Regions from separate parts of the Mus musculus genome. Here region 2 is linked to region 1. Evidence: chromatin contacts called from public Hi-C data. All regions are on one chromosome and are shown on one strand. The core of a region is the stretch at or near the end of the contact, and the rest is flanking DNA. Distances in the headings are between cores, read along the strand shown. Region 1 has its middle 120 kb from the start of Gm31715. Region 2 overlaps Zswim6 (zinc finger SWIM-type containing 6).

What was found. A called contact is a pair of places that touch in the nucleus more often than the background predicts.
Region 2: a contact with region 1 is called in a Hi-C map of the C2C12 cell line, with 4 times the contacts expected there. The contact joins two enhancer-like sites. A contact is called at or near these places in 1 of 39 promoter capture datasets (cranial neural crest), 1 of 484 Hi-C or Micro-C datasets (the C2C12 cell line), 1 of 115 datasets of contacts at active chromatin or transcription factors (embryonic stem cells) and 1 of 9 other capture datasets (embryonic stem cells).

Annotation. Positions count from the first base shown.
Region 1 is chr13:107,327,442-107,331,019 of GRCm38.p6, reverse strand. No RefSeq gene overlaps it. Among named protein-coding and RNA genes, the nearest start is that of Gm31715, 120 kb to the right of the region's middle. Within about 2 kb of position 1,804, at least 19 of the 459 cell types and tissues checked have an H3K27ac peak or open chromatin away from gene starts, as enhancers often do. A contact at or near this core is called in the C2C12 cell line, where this site is marked.
Region 2 is chr13:107,829,299-107,832,521 of GRCm38.p6, reverse strand. All of the region lies in intron 5 of Zswim6 (zinc finger SWIM-type containing 6), which reads left to right. Among named protein-coding and RNA genes, the nearest start is that of Zswim6, 59 kb to the left of the region's middle. Within about 2 kb of position 1,806, at least 110 of the 459 cell types and tissues checked have an H3K27ac peak or open chromatin away from gene starts, as enhancers often do. A contact at or near this core is called in the C2C12 cell line, where this site is marked.

The sequences.
Region 1 (3,578 bases), core at 555-3,054:
AATAGTTCTTTGGAGCAGATCCCATCTGTGGTGGCAGGAAATCAGCAGTTCAGTTCACAGGTCAGCAGTGGCAGCTTGATCCACTTGCAGACACTTCCTGGACCAGCGGTCCAGTTCAGTGGTGTTAGGATAGCAGTATGACCTAGGAGGAACAGGCAGGCCTCAGCTGAATCTGCATGACTCAGCAGGAGACATTGGGACCAGCAGGAACACTAGAAGTTCACTGCCATGCCTCTCTCAGCGAAGTAAAGATCAGTGAAGACGAGAGACCAAGAAGCATTGTACAGCAAGATCTACCAATAAGCCTCTCTCACAGTCCCTTGAGTCCTATTTATAATCCCTCCAAGCACCATGTGTCCTTAATGGGTCTTACCTCATCACATGTCTTGCCTCAGCATGTGTGTCTGTCTTAGCAAAACTCCACGAGAGTCTGTCTCAGCTGACATCACTTTGCCACTTGGCCCAAGTCCAAGGAAGCAGCAAGATGCTGCAAGCATACCACCAGTTTTGTTTTTGTTTTTGTGTGTTTCTCTCTATGGAGTCCCAACAAATGGAGCTCAACTATGCAATATAAGGTGGACCACTACATGCCTGTTGTTATCAAAGAATTCTTCATCATGTGTCTTTTCATGTGCTTGCTTTAGAAGAACATCCTTTCACCTGTTTCTGCTTCAGGAAAGCACACCTTCACATTTGCCCTAGCAGAACATCATCCAACACAACTGACTCTCCAAAGAACCCTTAAGTTTCCACTTTAGAGGGTACATTAGCTTACACTGTGTGTGTGTGTTTGTGTGTGTGTTTAACTGAGAAAGATAAAATTATGTATATGTCAGTTATAGCCAAAAAAAGTCAGGCATCTTGGCACAATATTTTCCACTATAGTACAGTTTATATAACTAAGAAGATTATAAAACTTTTATTTTGCATCTCAGCCACTTTTTCAGCAGTATATGTAAAGTAGAAGCATAAATATATTGTTTATTTAAACTAAGCCTTTGATTGTAGTTCAGAAGTTCAAAGATTACTATAGAAAGTTGGTAAGTGGATCCCTGGGGCAATAGGAAACAGGTTTTTAAATTTTATTTATTTTATTTTTTGGATCCCATAAGACTCATTTCCAAACCCTATGGGGTTTTATCAAGCTGAGCTTTGAGTATCCTGATCTTTTCAGACTCCAATTAACTTATGCTGTTCTTTGGGTTTTAATTCTGCCCTGCCTTGCTCATCTCCAGCGAGAAGAAAACTAACATTGGAAACATGGTTTAAGCAAAGTGGTGACTGGGAAATTTCTTTTTTCAAAGGGGGGAATTGGGTTCCCAAGGGAGAGAACAAACATCCTAAGCTACTTGGACTACTACAAACAGAATCTGTGATAATGTCAAGAAGCAGAATATGGGGCAACAAGAAAGGAGGACACCTACCCAAAGAAGCAGAGGCAGCGTCTGGCCAGCCCGCTGAAAGTGAGTACATTTATAGCTCTGGGAAGAGCTGGCAAAGATAGCTTTCCTTTCCTGTCCCTCAGCCTTTCTGCCCGGGTCCACAGCTTTGTTGCACTCATTCTGTTCCTGTCAGGCAATTCTGAAGCCATTGAAAGACGATTGGTTTTTGTTCCTGGCAACCCGTAGCCACAACCAGCAAATTTAAACTCCTGGCTAGCTTCAAAGAGCAAGAGAGAACAGGGGTATCCTGCGTCCATGTGGGAGGGAGGTGACTCTGAAGTTTTCATAGAGAAGATAACCATTGCACATGGGCAGGCCAAACAGGCCTTGGAAAAAGGCCTTAGACTTGAGTCAACCATGAGTAAGAGTCTATGAGCACAGTGACTACAGCTAGTTACACGCTTAGCAAGACTTAGACTAAACATTGTGGCCTGTGTGCTTTCTCTGGTGTTTATTATATCCCATTTGTAGAAGTATCCATAACATTTTTAGAATTTTTCTGTACATGCAAGTTTATAACATTTCATTTCTATGCATGCAAATGGCCAACGTGAATCAGTGCTTACCCTAATACCCATCACTGGACGAAGCACTTGTCTTCTCTTGGTTTAATTTTACAATTGTAGAAGAAAATGCCTCATTCCAATGCTTATTTGTTGAAATAGTGTAGAGTTCTGTCATTCAGCTGATGTGAAAACCAAGGATAACTTGCCTTGGGGGTTATGCAACTAATAAACTATGGCATAATTCCACTCAGAGGTATTTTTAGGTCCCAAAGCCACGTTCTAAATCCTTACCCAGTAGAATTCTGAGAGCAAAGTTTCAAGTCTAACTCTGCTAAGCCTCAGACTCCACAGTTGGTTTAATGAGAGGTTAGGATGCTATGACTGGCCAGTTCTGGGATGGTATGGTCTCTTGAATCAAAGCTTGCTAACTTGGCAGAAAAAAAAAAGGAGTGTTCCTGGGCCTCCTCCACCCTGGCAGCTCTGCTTAAAGACACAGGGCATGTAAGGTAGTTTTGCTCTTGATAAAATGAGCCCGAGATCTATAAGCTGGCCTCAGCCTTTTGGCGAAAACTCTGAATATATGGTAACCTATATCTATATTTTTCTTCAGATACAGTGAGTCTTAGAATGTCTACCTTCTTAGAAAAGAGTCTCTCTCTAGAGTTCACGTACCAGCAACTACCTCTTTTTTCTTTTCCTATTTTTGTTTTTGGTTCTGTGGCGGGGGCTTTTTGCCTTTTCTTAAAACAATAATTCTCATAAGAGATGTAAATACTCTTTTCCCTCAATAATCTTGAGGCATGGGTTCCAGGAAGCTCATGAATACCAAAACTCATGGATGCACATGTCCCTTAAGACATATCTGCATATAATCTACAAACATCATCCTATGTTCTTAAAACTATCTCTAGATTGCTGCTAATATAGATAGTTGGCATATGATTTTCTTTAGGAAATAATGACAATGATGAAAAGGGCTTGGACACGGTTCATCTAGACCTTTTTCTCTCAATATCTTTAGTCTGTGCTTAATGGACTACGCAGGTACAAAACCTGTAAATACTGAGGCCCACATCTGCATGCTGCTACCATTTCCTCATCTCTCTCTCTCTCTCTCTCTCTCTCTCTCTCTCTCTCTCTCTCTGTGTGTGTGTGTGTGTGGGGGGTATGTCACACATGTGAGAATAGCATCCATGTGAAGACCAAGAGTTGACATTGAGCATCCCCCTCAGTCGTTCTCTCCTTCATTCACTGAGGCAGAAACTCTCATTAAACCAGAAACTTGGGATTTGACTGGTCTAGCTACACCTCTAGCCAGCATATCTTGGGGAATCTCCTTACTTCTCCTAAGCTAGGGATTATAGGCAGATCACCATGCATGCCCAGGTTTTTAAAAATCATATGTATTGAGGAATGCATGACATGTGTAGGTGTGGGAGTCACAGGTTGACCTGCAGGAGCCCATTCCTTTCCTTCAACCAACGATGTGGATGCCAGGAATCAAATACAGACAAATACTCTATGTATTCAGTCGTCTCTCCAGCCACATGCCTCCCAGTGTTCTTTTTCAATCTGCTCCAACTAGGTTTCCACTGTCAGTCAACAGAAACCTCTCTTGTCAAGCTCTCCA
Region 2 (3,223 bases), core at 557-3,056, 500 kb before region 1:
GCCTGTTGAAAAACAAAAACAAAATAAAAATGAATTTTAAGTAAAGCAACTACACATTAGGAAGACTGAAAGACCAATAGAAAATTGAACAAAGGGTATGGTGGGATCGTCTACAAAGAAGCAATCTGCTCTTAAAGGGTAAACATGCCCTGCTGCATCCCAAGGATGAACAGTGTGCATTAAAGTACTGAAATCTGTTCTCCAAAAAGAATTTTGGTAACAGCGGCTGAGCAAAGACTCTGCAGTCGTGTGTCACAAAGGGAACACACAGTACAAAATGCAGAGCTCGAGAGATGCTCGAGAAGATGTGCAGCTTCAGGTAGCAGCAGCGAGAGGGTGCTAGACAGCCTCTGTGAAGGAGGTGTGCACACACTCAATGTCCAGTGCAGGTGTTGCCTGGGATCCAGTGATGCTCCATGGAGGTGTTGTAATTAAAGATGGTTTAATGTAGTCCAGGCTGACCTTAAACTTGCTGTCTAGCTGTGGAGTTAGTCCCTACTGAGCACCATGCTGCCAGAGATAGGGCTGGGTAGCTATTCTGCCACTGTATGCCCTTTGCTCTGCAGTGTGACCTATTTGAAGCTACTCTATATATACACAAAAAAGTTTCTGAAAGCATAAATTATGAAGGGTCTTGAGAATATTAGAATATTTAGTGCTGCAGTGTAGCTCAGCGATAGCGTTCCCATGCATAGCCTGCTCAGGGTCCTAGTTTATTCTTCAGTATTATTATCATTAGGAAAAAAAAGGCTTAAGAATTAATAAAATGTTTTTATGCTTAAAAATTAACGTTATTTTCAGAAGCAAAATTTGGGTACTTTAGTTAGGTAGTGGGGAGCATGTGTGTTTAATTAAATTCCGTCTTCAGCAGTATTAAAAGTCAATCAGTTGTGATTTGGTGAGAACATATTACAGACTCATGGGAAGACTGAGTTGCAAGGAATGTTTTGGACCCAGAAAAGAAGGGGTTAAAGGTGAGATGCAGGTAAGAAAGGGTTAAGGGCATTATGCAAGCTGTTAAGTAAAAAGGAAGTGCATTACAAAATGCTGAGCTCAGGAGTCTGGCTGCCAGCCAAGCCCTTGCTTCCCTCACTACAGCTGAGGGCTTTCGAAGCTTCCCACCACTGGGTTTGTCTGAACTGTTTAGGAATGCGGCCGCGGTCGCCAGCTGACGTCAGCGCCACCGGTTCAGCCCCAGGCCAGAGCGGTGCTCAGACTCTGCTTGCTGGAGTGGGCGGGGAGGGGCGGGGCAGGGCGGGATCCGTAAGTGATTGACAACGAGAGGGTCGGATCGCTTTGGGTGCCGGAGAGGGTTACAGAAACCTTGGGGTGAGGGAGCAGGTTAGGAGTTTTTAATACTAAGATTGTCGATAATGATACTTTGTAGTAAAAGACAACAACTTTCTTTTTTGTAAGTTCGGTACGGCTTCTGTTTAATTTTAAACAAAACCAAATATAACTTACATATTAACTTGGATATTTCAAACTCTATTTCCCCTCTTTTGAGAAAGGAAGAGACTGTAAAGTCTTGCAGATTTTTCGGATGAAGGAACAGAAAGGTGGTTTTTGCTGGATACTGAGACCTTTGACTTTTGTTACTAAAATCCATTTTTATTTTTGACTTGGCACAGGAAAGAAATCTAAGAAGCTCTCATGCAGTGTAAAGCAGAGATCAAAAAATAGGGAAATATAAGTGAAAAAGAGTCAAATTCGAAAATATCTGCATGAAAACCATCCTGGACACGATAGCTCTGGGTTATTGAGGCTGACACATTAGCCTTTGAAGAAAAATGTTGGCTTTAACCATGATGGCATCTTTACTAGGCTTAGAGCTGTTTTTCTCTTAAATCTGTCCCTTTTCTGTGCCTGTTAACAGTTAACTTCACCGTTCACATTTGTTTTTCTTGACTTAATTAAATCATTTTGCTTAGTCATAGCTGAGAGTTTTGTTCGTCTTCTAGCTCTTGGTTAATGTGAGTGAGAATCACAAATTTATTAGCTATTTTTGTGTGTAGGGTGTTTAGGCAACTTGAGGTGTGGGTAGTGGACCTGGGACAGTCCTGGATGAAGGCTCTGAAAAGGGGTCACTGAACTTCCTGGAAAACTTCAGTGACTTGACTAGGTTAACAAAGAAAGGCTGCTTTGATTGGCTGCTGAAGTTACCTCTGCTGTTCATTTTAATTGACTGTTAAGAAACATCTTCTGGAGCTAGAGAGAGATGGCTCAGCAGTTAAGAGCACTGACTGCTCTTCCAGAGGTCCTGAGTTCAGCTCCCAGCAACCACATGGTGGCTCACAACCATCAGTAATGGGATCTGATGCCCTCTTCTGGTGTGTTTGAAGACAGCTACAGTGTACTCACATAATAAGTAAATAAGTAATTCTTTAAAAAAAAAAATCCAACTTCTTCTGCGTGATCTTGATCATTCCATTAGGCGTCGTGGTCACCCATCCTGTGAGTCACGAGGGTTTAATTATGTGAAGAGGCTTATAGACTAAGAAAAAATACACCACACAAACTTGGACTTTGCAAGTTTGGCAGAGGCAAAATGGTCAGTCACAAATTACCCAAGGGCTTCTGAGGGCAGTGCTAAACTGACAGAATTTAAGGGTGTTCTGAGTTTTTATAGCAGTATTGTAATAATTGGAGTGTTTTCTTCTCAAAGTGTGCATGTGTGTGTTTTATGGCAATATTTAGGATAAAAACATGCACTTGTATGTAACAATATAAGATGATTGTGATTGGCCATGTGAGTTTCCAGACCCCTTTTCTGCACAAAGGTCACAGTTAAAGACATCATCACTAGTTTTTTAAAAACCTGTCTTTCGGTATCTGCTTTTGGGTCAGCTAGGGTTATGATGTGTGTATGTTACCATTCTTTAAAACTTCTTTGCCGGGTGGTGGCGCACGCCTTTAATCCCAGCACTCGGGAGGCAGAGGCAGGCGGATTTCTGAGATCGAGGCCAGCCTGGTCTACAGAGTAAGTTCCAAGACAGCCAGGGCTACACAGAGAAACCCTGTCTCGAAAACAAACAAACAAACAAACAAACAAAACTAAGACATGGATGTATGGGGGGTGGGCTGCTGCTGCTGCTGCTGCTGCTGCTGCTTCTGCTGCTGCTGCTGCTGCTGCTGCTGCTTCTTCTTCTTCTTCTTCTTCTTCTTCTTCTTCTTCTTCTTCTTCTTCTTCTTCTTCTTTCTTCCTTCTTCCTTCTTCCTTCTT